2 separate regions of the Bicyclus anynana genome follow, and region 2 is linked to region 1. The links are chromatin contacts, called in public Hi-C maps. All regions are on one chromosome and are shown on one strand. The core of a region is the stretch at or near the end of the contact, and the rest is flanking DNA. Distances in the headings are between cores, read along the strand shown.

Region 1 (5,505 bases), core at 302-2,801:
GGGCTGCTGCCGCACGTGAACGAGGCGGAGCTCGTGTTTATAAAGATTCTAATTTCCTATTTCCTAAAAGTCTAATTTCCTATGTCACTCAAATTGCAATTCCAACCACGGACGAGGGAGCATCAGGACTGATCTCACTCAGCCCACAAAGCTTATTGTTTCTTGTTCCCTCGAAACTGAGGTTCGTGTCACGAGAGCCGTTCTCAGAGAGACATTGCGTCTCGCATCCTTCTGCAAGTAGTCCTCGACTCGCATCTAGCTGATCTCCTGTGTCCGCACAAACTGCTCGGTGAAGCTGCTGCGAGAACGTAGTTTCGCCCGCGAGTGACGGAACCAGATGCGCAAACAGACAAAGCGTCGCTCGCGCCGCCCGTCACTCATAACTCGTGAACGACAGATTAAAAATACTGTACCAAAGGGAGTCTGCTTACAGGCTGACGATGGAGCCAGAGCCGGGGGACACCATCATTCTGGAGGACGGCACGGAGGTGCCGCTCAAGAAGAAGCGCGGCCGCCCCAAGAAGGTCAAGCTGGAGAACGGGGAGGTGGCGCCGCCCACGCCCCGCGCGCCGCGCGCCCCTCGCCAGCCGCCCAGCATCGACCCCAACGGGGAGAACCCGCCGAAGAAGAAGAGAGGGCGGCCCAAGAAAATCCGGCCCGAGGAGCAGCAGTTCCTGTTGCAGCAGCAGCAGCAACAGCAACAGCAGCAGCAGCAGCAACAGCAACAACAACAGCAACAGCAACAACAGGTGAGTGGCGCGACAGATTCCTTAAAGGCATTCGACAACATGATCTATTTGCAAAATTGTATTCCTTTGGCCTTGGCGGATAGTTACCCTCATATGGCCATCTCGACAAAACGGTCTCGAGTCGCCAGCAATCGGCTGCTCCCTACAACTCGCTCGATGTAATCCGTCCACTTAGTGGGGGTCGACCAACACAGCGTTTTCCGGTGCAGGCTCTCGTAATTAACCAACAGCAATTCGCACATAGTCGTTAAGAGCTTTACATCTCATACTTAAGGCCCCTTCAGGAGTCCCCTAGGGTTCGTTGTTGAGACCATTATTCTACATTTTCATTAATGGTATTCGTATATGATATTGCACACTGCTTCCAAAATGTAAAATGTCGAACGCGGGCAGCCGAACGCGATGCTGCAGGGCGGGCTGGGCGCGCACGAGCAGTTCCTGCACGGCGAGTTCCCCGGCGCGCTGTACGGCGCGGCGCACGACGAGCCGTACTACGGCGGCGCGCTGGAGCTGGAGGGCGGGCTGCTGGCGCGCGGCTACCCCTCGCCCGGCTACGCCTCCCCGCGCCACTACGCGTCGCCGCGCTCGCAGCCCTACTCGCCCGGCCCGCAGCGGCCCGCCGCCACGCCGCAGCCGCAGTTCCCGCCCAGCCCCGCGCCCTTCAGCGCGCCCAGCCCGCCGCGCGCCGGCTACGGCTCGCCCGGCGCGCGCGCCTTCACGCGCTCGCCGCTGTACGCCAGCAGCCCGGCCGCCTACCGCCAGCAGCCCAGCCCCGCGGCGCAGCCGCAGCCGCGCTTCCCGCCCGGCGCGTCGCCCGCCTCCTACACGCCCTCGCCCTCGCACACGCCCTACAGCCAGCACTCGTCGCCCGCGCCCGCGCCGCCCGCCTACGACCACTTCGCGGGCGCCGCGGCCGGCTTCGGCGCCGAGCTGTCCGGCGACATCGGCGCCGCCATCTCGTCGCCGGGGCCCGTGTCGCCCGGCATGGCGGCGCTGGACTTCGAGCCGCCGCGCGACGACCACAGCCCCATGGGCAGCACGGACATGCACCCGGGCAGCAACAGCAACTCGTCGCTGTCGGACTACGCCAAGCAGAGCCAGCCCAGCGCCGAGCTGTCGCCGGCGGGCGCGGCGCCGGGCGCGTTCGGCGCGGGCCTGTTCGCCGACGCCGAGCGCCTGCGCTACGCCGACCACTACGCGCAGGACCAAGGTGATCCATTGCGTTATACATCTAGTGGGGGGTCGACCAACAGTGCGTTTTCCGGTGCAGGCTCTCGTAATTAACCGACAGGAATTCGCACATAGTCTATCGCTGACTATGTATGTACGGAGTATGGATGAGAGATGTCAGGTGGATGTGATCTACACGGACTTCGAAAAAGCCTTCGACCGTGTAGATCACGTAATCCTAATACATAAACTTAGCGTCCTGGGAATAAACGGTAATTTGCTGCGATGGGTAACGTCATATATCAAAAATCGAATGCAGGCTGTAGTAATGGGAAGTGCCAGAAGTGACTTTGTTGGTATTTCTTCTGGGGTACCTCAGGGATCAATCCTGGGGCCACTCTTGTACAATGCATACCTCTTTGATATTGGCAGTTGTTTTAGGTACTCCAAGTTTTTAATGTTTGCTGATGACAAAAAAGTATTTCTTAAAATACGCTCTCTTGATGATTGTCTAAAACTACAAGAAGACCTGAATGCTTTGACTGAGTACTATGTTAGGAATAGAATAATTGTCAATACCAAAAAATGTCATCACATAACTAGGATTTATCAAACGCGTCACTCGTAGTTTCGATAACATAGAATGCATAAAAACATTGTACTTTGCCTACGTTAGAAGTCTTCTTGAATATTCGTGTAATATTTGGTCTCCCTATTATATTATACACTCTAAAGGCTGGAGTCAGTTCAAAGACAATTTCTCAGATATCTTGCGTTCAAAGACTACAGGCGATTTAACAATTATGAAGAAGCTTGTGCGCACTATAAAATAGACACCCTGGAGCAAAGAAGAAATCAGATTGACATTCTTCTGTGGCAAGCTATCTTGATTGGCCGTATTGACTGTCCTAGCTTACTGTCAGCTCTCTCGTTAGGCCCCGGCACACTCGCTTACTAGTTGCGCCTAAATCAAACTCCAACTATGGCCAAAACGCAATTTTGGTACGGCTATCTCGAAAATATAATAAGACTTACTCCCATTGAGATCTTTTTTATTTATCTACACACACGTCCATTCTCTTTCTCATGCTCTTAGACTCATGCACACACACGAGCACACGGACTCACACACCCACACTCACGCTCATTCACTTTAATTCAACTTGCGAATTTTTAAATAAATTTTGTACTATTTTTCTTATATGTAATTAACTTAATAATATTATTTTATTCACTATCATTTCTTTTAAAAATTAATTTTCATTTTCACCTACCTACCTACCTTATATTGTTATTATATATGTTATACCTACTTTATATTGTAACTTTCTTTGTAACTGTATGTATTTTTATACATATTTTGTTAAACACTGTTTGTTACAAATAAATAAATAAATAAATACATCATTGCAATCAGTTAATTTGTCTACATGTATTTGACTTATATAATATCTCTGGATCTGCATTTATTCCGTAAGGGACTCTGGTGAACCTTAATCTACCACGAGGTGAAATGAACGTACACAGCTTTAAAGAAGCTTCCGCCAACTTGAGCATCCAATAGCCTTTATTTCCATCTAATGTTGAAAAGTATTAAGCACAATAATTAATCAGATGTGATTTAATTTCATCTAAAGTTGGGAATTGAAAATGAGACCTTGAAATTGACTGGTTATGTTTCCTAGGATCTACACACAAACCTAATTTACTGTTCTTTTTTGATGTTAAAACTAATGCACTTACCCACTTGGTTGGCTCGTCAACTCTTTGTACGACTCCATTTTTTTCCACAAATTCCAGCTCTTGTTTCAATGGTTTTTGTAGACTGAACGGAACCCTTCTACATGCCTCAATAAATGGGGTTGCATTTGGTTTTAGTGTTAGGTCACATTGGAAATCTGTTAAACGTCCTAAACCTTCAAATAAATCTTTATTAGAAGAAATTATATCTTGACATGTTTGTGTTGTTTACTTTTTTGTATAAAACTAAGTGGTAAGTCTAGTGTGCTGTATGTGTGAATTAATAAAATGTTTGTTTCGGCACCTGTATCTTTTTTTTGTTTATATATAAATCAATATTCCATGGGTTAGAGACATTGGAATTATTTTGTTGATGCACACAATAGACTGTACCCACATAAAATTATGAGTCATTAGACCTATCCGACACATTAATTTCCCTTTTTACTAGTATTTTTATATGAGGCGAATGACATAAATTTGCAAAATAGTTTAATTTATTGCAGTTTCTGCAATTAACTCCTTGGGCAGGACACTTTATTCTATGTACCTGTCCACACCGACCACATGGTTTCTTCTGACCCGATTCTGATCTTGGACTATGATATCTTTGCTGCGACTGGGACCTTGACATGCTTCTGCTTCTTGTGATGAGACATTGACAGTTGGAGACCTTGAGACACGTCCTACAAAATGAAGTGATGAATCTTCTAAAGCTTGGGCTTGACTTTTAGTTGACTCGCAGCGCTTCGCTATGTTAACGGCGTCATCTAGATTTTGAGATATTTCTATGAGAATCCTATCTTAATAGTAAGTGTTGTTGCACATCCAGTTGAGTATATTTCTAACCAGACTTACACGCAGATCAGCAAGCTTCGGACTTTCCACTCTCCTTGGCATCGCGTTGTCAAAATAAACTTTAGAATTTTTTTCCCTGTTGTCGCTTTTTCTTCTGACACCATGTAATGTTTGTAATAATAAATAAGACCACGGATGCTTGGCGATTATATTATTTAATAGGATAGATACGTGTACAGACTTCATGACATGACAGTAGACAATAGACAAGACAATTAGACAGACAAGTAACATATCATTGACATTGACAAGTACTCAAACAATACACATTATAAATATTATTAATGTATGTAACAGATAAGCTCTGCTATTAGAGAGATTTTTGTTTATATCATTGGTGGAAATTGTAAGACTTGGTAGACTTTAATTAGATAATCCGTGTTTGCCCTTTAAATCATGATATCAGCCTGTCTCCGACACATTTAATAATTACAAACATAATGTTATCACTTTCTTATTAAATATAATAATTTATTTGTGTTCGATTTATTTTATTGTAGCTTGTTCGTTTGTCGCAGGCAACGGCGTGGGCGACAGTCCGCGGGTGGACCAGATGCACCCCTCCATGTACCCCAGCAATTACAACAGGTGAGCGACCAGTTCTATATCCTCCTCTACCATGATGCACACTGTACTCCCACTCTTAAAATGGCTTACTAAATGTAAACAAATCATAAGGGTTCCATTACACGACATTTTTCCTTTCAGAACGCTTTATAATTAAAATTAAACTTTCTATTTGTTCTATTGTAAAATAAACTACAATATTTATTGGGCAACTACTTTGCACAATAATTAAAAGCTGAAATACCTGTGATTTCTAAATTAAGCAATTTGCACAATATCCTAAATCTCCTTTGCACAATATCCTAAAGCTCCTTCCACAATTGTCTGATATACTCGCCCGTGTCCGCAGTCCGGTGCGGTCGACGCCGACGGGCGAGGGCGAGGCGGGGTTCGCGCGCGGGCCCTTCCGCGCCGTGCCCAC
Region 2 (5,602 bases), core at 877-3,376, 140 kb before region 1:
ACATACCTATCTACGATTTATATCTACATATCTACATTTAGCTAATCTCTAATCATAATTAATACACGCTTTCAGTCATTTACACGAACAGCCTTAATATTTGCAGACAGATTGCATCTGCATTGACACGATATGATCTACGAACTGAAAATGACAAAAACACCACATGTATTACAGTTACGAACGTGAATCCCGTCTTTTAAATTTAATTATATTTCAAAAATAAATTAATTGCTTTATACTCATATCTCACGATTGTCCAATACACGAACTGTAATTAGTGGCTGTACTATTAATAATATTTATGAATGTAATGTATCCACCTATATATAAAACTAAATAAGTAGTATAAAATATATTGTGGATGTTCATAATATAAAAATGCAAAAATGTCAAAACCACATTTTCTAACAAATGCTTTTTACAGAATATCATAAAAATAAATCGTCGTCATCAACCCATATTCGGCTCACTGCTGAGCTCGAGTCTCCTCTCAGAATGAGAGGGGTTAGGCCAATAGTCCACCACGCTGGCCCAATGCGGATTGGCAGACTTCACACACGCAGAGAATGAAGATAATTCTCTGGTATGCAGGTTTCCTCACGATGTTTTCCTTCACCGATTGAGACACGTGATATTTAATTTCTTAAAATGCACACAACTGAAAAGTTGGAGGTGCATGCATGGAGCAGTGATAGCCTAGTGGATATGACCTCTGCCTCCGATTCCGGAGGGTGTGGGTTCGAATCCGGTCCCGGGCATGCACCTCCAACTTTTCAGTTGTGTGCATTTTAAGAAAAATAAATACAACAATAAAATTAACTTTAACAACAAACCTGGAATGCTAACCGCAAAGTTTCTAACAACAAAATGTTTCTTAAACTTTAAGAACAATATAACCCGTGCCAGCGAGTCTTGAACATTACGTCATGATCTAAATTTTTTTTTATTTAGTATACAGGTTGCTTGGGAGTATTTCCCATAACTTCAAGGTGTTGACGAGTCCTCTTATAGGAGCCGAACTGCATAGCCAATACTTTTTTAATTAAAAAATAAAACCTTTTCATGTTTTTATACAAAGTAGTTCAAATAATTCCGACTATCCATCTAACACTCGCCTATAAATATATTTACATTCTGAATTGTAATTTCTAATATGTAAAACTTGGCTACTTCATAATTATAAGGATGCGTTTAGGGGACAAATTTTAAGATCTATTTACAAAAGAAATAATATTTACCCCAAAAATATTAATTTCCGAACACAGTTCGTTGAACATTTTTTTTAATTAAATTTCGGTAGCGATTGTAACCCCAAATTTATAGGAAATACTCCTACCTTACCTACTACATTAAAAGAACTGTGATAGCAGCATTTCGTATATAATTGCTATACAGGACTAATAGGATTATTTATTTTGCTTTATACTTTTACAGTTAATTTTAAAGCTCAGCGCCAATCAATTGATTGTAGGGATTCCAGACCTGCCTACCAAGATCTCCAAATACATTCTTGATTCACGTATCTACCTACTACGGTGGTCGGTGAAACTTATATGGACAATTTTTGATTCACTGATGAGTCACCGGCGATGACACGCTGACCGGTGAGTTGCGACAGTCGCGGCACGTCTTATGGCGACAATCGCAACGTCCTTAGGGGGACCGCGCCGCGACGCGCGCGGCTATGGCGGCTGTGAGCGCACTGCCTTTGCCGCTGCCGTCCTCTGCCCCCTGAAGAGTAAACTGGAAAAGAAAAAATAACCTATATATTATCTTCATTCATTCGTTTTGTTTTATTTTGTCTGCAATACGACTACGTAGTTTTAGTCAAATCTATAGTTCTTCTACAAAAACAAATGAAGATGCTTTTCAAAAAAAAGTCGTTTAGAAAAACAAAAATTCAGCTGACTGTCCAACAAATTCGACGTATTAGACAAGTTTTAGTAAAAATGACGGCCTTATGCCATGGCGCGTTGTCGTGGTGCAAAATTGAAATATTTTCCTTCCATAACTTTGGCCACGTGTATAATGGTGGTCACTCACCCGGTGGTGCGGGGCGAGCAGCGCGATGTACTTGTCCATGAGCGAGCGGATGCGCGGGTGCTTCTTGAACACCGAGCCGTCCACCGCGACCGCCGCGTGCGCGCGCCCCATGCGCCGCAGGATCGTGGCTATACCTGCGGACACACTCACGGTCAACACCGAGGGCTTCTCACCTTGTGTTTGCGTACGTACGATTGTAATAGTAACAAGTTTACTTTTATGCAATTGAAACTTTATTTGTATGGAATTGAAACAGCGCCATCTATTCACAGATTATTTTTTTCTTTTTTATAACTAGATGGCGCCGTTTTATTTTCATATGTTGAATATTTATTTTCATGTGTATGTATATTTTATGATTTTTCACAAGACAGTTTAGCTTTGCATGTAGTAGTAAAATTGTTTATAGTGTACCTAAAGGAAAAGTGGGGGGAGGCTGTGATATCGAAATCTGTACTTATATCAAAATAAACCCGCAAAAATTAGAGGATGCATCAGCACAAACACTCACAGACGGAGACGAGTTGCGCGGCGCGGTTGGACAGGATGCGCGCGACGTGCTGCGCGACTAACGCGTCGTCGCGCGACACCGGCGCGCCGCACGCCGTCCGCAGCGCGTCCGACGTCTGCGACCACGCGCCCGACAAGTTCTCTCTGACAAACAACGACAATGTCGATATTAGTTGAGTTGGAGACCAACACCGAACAGAGAACTTAATGCCGTGATGTTTGGTTATTCTTATATATTATTATAGTGATGATGGTAACGCAGTTTTTCTTTCAACACTTTCCCTTCGTAAAAGGATCTACTTCTTTATTATAATGGAACTTTTAAAAATCAAAGTCTATAGCGCAATATTTAGTTTAGAACTTCTTAAAAGAATTTTGATAGCGATCATTACAGAGTCAAACAATGTCACCGTGCCAGGGAGTAACATAGGCTATATATATTGTCCTAGTACTCCCACGTGAATGGGATCTGCGCTGGTTGAACCGCGAAGTTTCGCTAGTATCCTATAAGTAGGGACGCCTAGCTCTATAGTGCCAGAAGTAAACTGAAGACTCACTGCTCGAACAGGCTGAGGTGCGCGGAGTCGAGCGCGCCCCAGGCGGGCGGCGCGGGGAACAGCGCGTCGCGCGCCAGCCCGCGCAGCGCCGCGCACAGCAGCTCGCCCAGGTACTTGCCGCCGATGTACTTCTCGAACCTGTGACACGACACAGTGTTGCTCAACTCTGAGTCCAGTAGAGATAATCTCAGGGGGCCTGACCCGGCTAAGGCGCGCGGGAAATTTCTCCCTCGGTTGTGTTCTTTTAGGACTGAAGCTCTGTGGCTCTGTAATGTCAATAAGATGTCCAATGGGCAGACTGCGGTTGCTCGCTGCCCTTCGCTGTGGCAGTGTCGGTATGTGCGTCAGTGTACAATTACGCGTTTATTTAAAGTGTAGTGTCGCAGAGCCGCTAGTTATTAAACGCACTGAATCTATGAAATCGGAGGTCCCTAGAAACACAGACGCCGGAAGGGCATTCCACATTTTAGCAATTTTAATTATTATTGAAAACAAAGGGAGGCCATTGTTCACGGCGCGGCGTCTCGCTGTTCTGTGGTAGAATGGCAAATGGACGAACTAAATTGTAAAGTCCCTTGTCCAGCGTTAGACGGCCATCAGCTGATTAGCGACGTACGCTGCGTCCACTCACGTGAAGGACGCCGGCAGCAGCGAGTGGTCGTCCACCTCCGAGTCGAAGGCGGAGCGCAGGAAGGCGAGGCAGCCGTTGTCCCCGAAGGCGCCCCACTCGATGTCCACCACCACGTCGCGCACCCGCGCGTGGCGCGCCTCCCAGTGCTGCACGCGCTCGGCGCGCTCCATGTAGCAGCCGTTGGAGCCCGTGCCCAGGATCACGCCGATCTGGAACCGTCACTTCACGGCTCACAATCGTGTTGCCCGGTACATATGCAGGTACTGATACTAGTAAAAATCATTGGTGCAACGATTTTCAATAACTATATCTCTTAGATATCAATCTTCTCAGATGTAAGAATATGGCAGAACTTTAATATTCTTCTAAAGATCTGTTTTCTACTAAAATACTTTAGTACATTCATTCGAGTAGTACAAGAATAGTGATACGTACCGCGACTTCGGGGTCCTTGTGCGCGCCGGCGACCAGCGTGCCGGTGGTGTCGTTGAGCAGCACCTGCACGGTGACGCGCAGGCCGCGCTCGCGCAGGCAGCGCTGCAGCAGCGCCGCCACGTCCACGCCCGCCATGCCGCTGCACTTGAAGCTCTTGGTCCACGTGATCAGCTCGCCCGACGAAATCGAGTGCTGCTTCATCGGGAACGAGAAAGTGAACCCTGGGAAATTAAGCAAATTGCTTTTAAGATTAAATCATTGATGCATCTTCCATAACCCTCACGATCACATGGGTCAAAAAGGTTAAAAGGCAAAACAGATTCTTGCTCTTAGCGTCTGCGGACCGTCTTCTTCATTCCCTACTCTCGACCTCCTTATCCCTCTTGAGAAAATTTATGTTGATGATGAACCGAACAAACTCAGACTATCTGCAGTTTTTTGTAGAAATAATTGACGGATCAAGCAGATGTGACCAAAATCATCATCTATAAGCAGACCAACTATTTGTAGGTCACGAAGGAATTCTACGAAGCCTTGCACTGTGTCCAATGTTATGGTCTTCTCCAGAAAATTATAGTCAACGTTGACGGTGTCTCCCCTGTGATAATGAAAGTTGATTGAGTAAATGTGGCACGTACCCAGGGACATCTCCTCGTGCTCCAAGCCCTCAGCGCGCACGAAGTCCTGCACGCAGTCTGCCAGGAAGTTGAACAGATCGGCGCCGGAGCCCAGTCTCAATTCGTCACTGCATCAACAAGTCATCATTAGGAGAGATGAGGCTAAACCGACCCGATCTGATGTGGTAGTATCTACCTGATGTGGTAGTGCTTGACGTCCTCGCGCACCAGCTGGCCGGCCCGCAGCTCCAGCAGCAGCACGCGGAAGTTGGTGCCGCCCAGGTCCAGCGCCAGGAACACGCCTTCCTCTGAAACACGTATGCGAACATTTATTGTTGTGAAACCTTCGCTTGAATAAAATTAACAATTAAGGATACTTAATGAACACCTCGCCACCTGTGCTGTGCACAGCTCGCACCCACACCCACCTGTGCCGTCGGGCAGCTCGGGCACGTACGTGTTCTCCATCTGCAGGCTAGAGGGGCGCTCCCGCAGCCCGCTCTCGATCTCGCGCTGGAACACCTCGCCACCTGTGCTGTGCACAGCTCGCACCCACACCCACCTGTGCCGTCGGGCAGCTCGGGCACGTACGTGTTCTCCATCTGCAGGCTGGAGGAGCGCTCCCGCAGCCCGCTCTCGATCTCGCGCTGGAACACCTCGCCACCTGTGCTGTGCACAGCTCGCACCCACACCCACCTGTGCCGTCGGGCAGCTCGGGCACGTACGTGTTCTCCATCTGCAGGCTGGAGGGGCGCTCCCGCAGCCCGCTCTCGATCTCGCGCTGGAACACCTCGCCCACGCGCCGC

The links. Hi-C and Micro-C count contacts between places; a contact is called where the count stands out from the background.
Region 2: a Hi-C map of whole body shows a contact between it and region 1, with 2.2 times the contacts expected there. The contact joins two enhancer-like sites. A contact is called at or near these places in 2 of 2 Hi-C or Micro-C datasets (whole body and whole larva).

What each region holds. Positions count from the first base shown.
Region 1 is chr25:10,712,242-10,717,746 of ilBicAnyn1.1, reverse strand. LOC112047020 reads left to right here. Exons shown (of 11, transcript XM_052889402.1): 8 at 419-749; 9 at 1,143-1,959; 10 at 5,036-5,105; 11 at 5,434-5,505. Among protein-coding and RNA genes, the nearest start is that of LOC112047001, 13 kb to the right of the region's middle. Within about 2 kb of position 1,551, at least 7 of the 8 cell types and tissues checked have open chromatin away from gene starts, as enhancers often do.
Region 2 is chr25:10,853,020-10,858,621 of ilBicAnyn1.1, reverse strand. LOC112047009 (hexokinase-2-like) reads right to left here. Exons shown (of 11, transcript XM_024083902.2): 3 at 5,493-5,602; 4 at 4,993-5,104; 5 at 4,818-4,924; 6 at 4,180-4,400; 7 at 3,745-3,953; 8 at 3,114-3,251; 9 at 2,558-2,700; 10 at 2,047-2,180; 11 at 1-1,746. The coding sequence ends at 1,657. Among protein-coding and RNA genes, the nearest start is that of LOC112047009, 32 kb to the right of the region's middle. Within about 2 kb of position 2,126, at least 6 of the 8 cell types and tissues checked have open chromatin away from gene starts, as enhancers often do.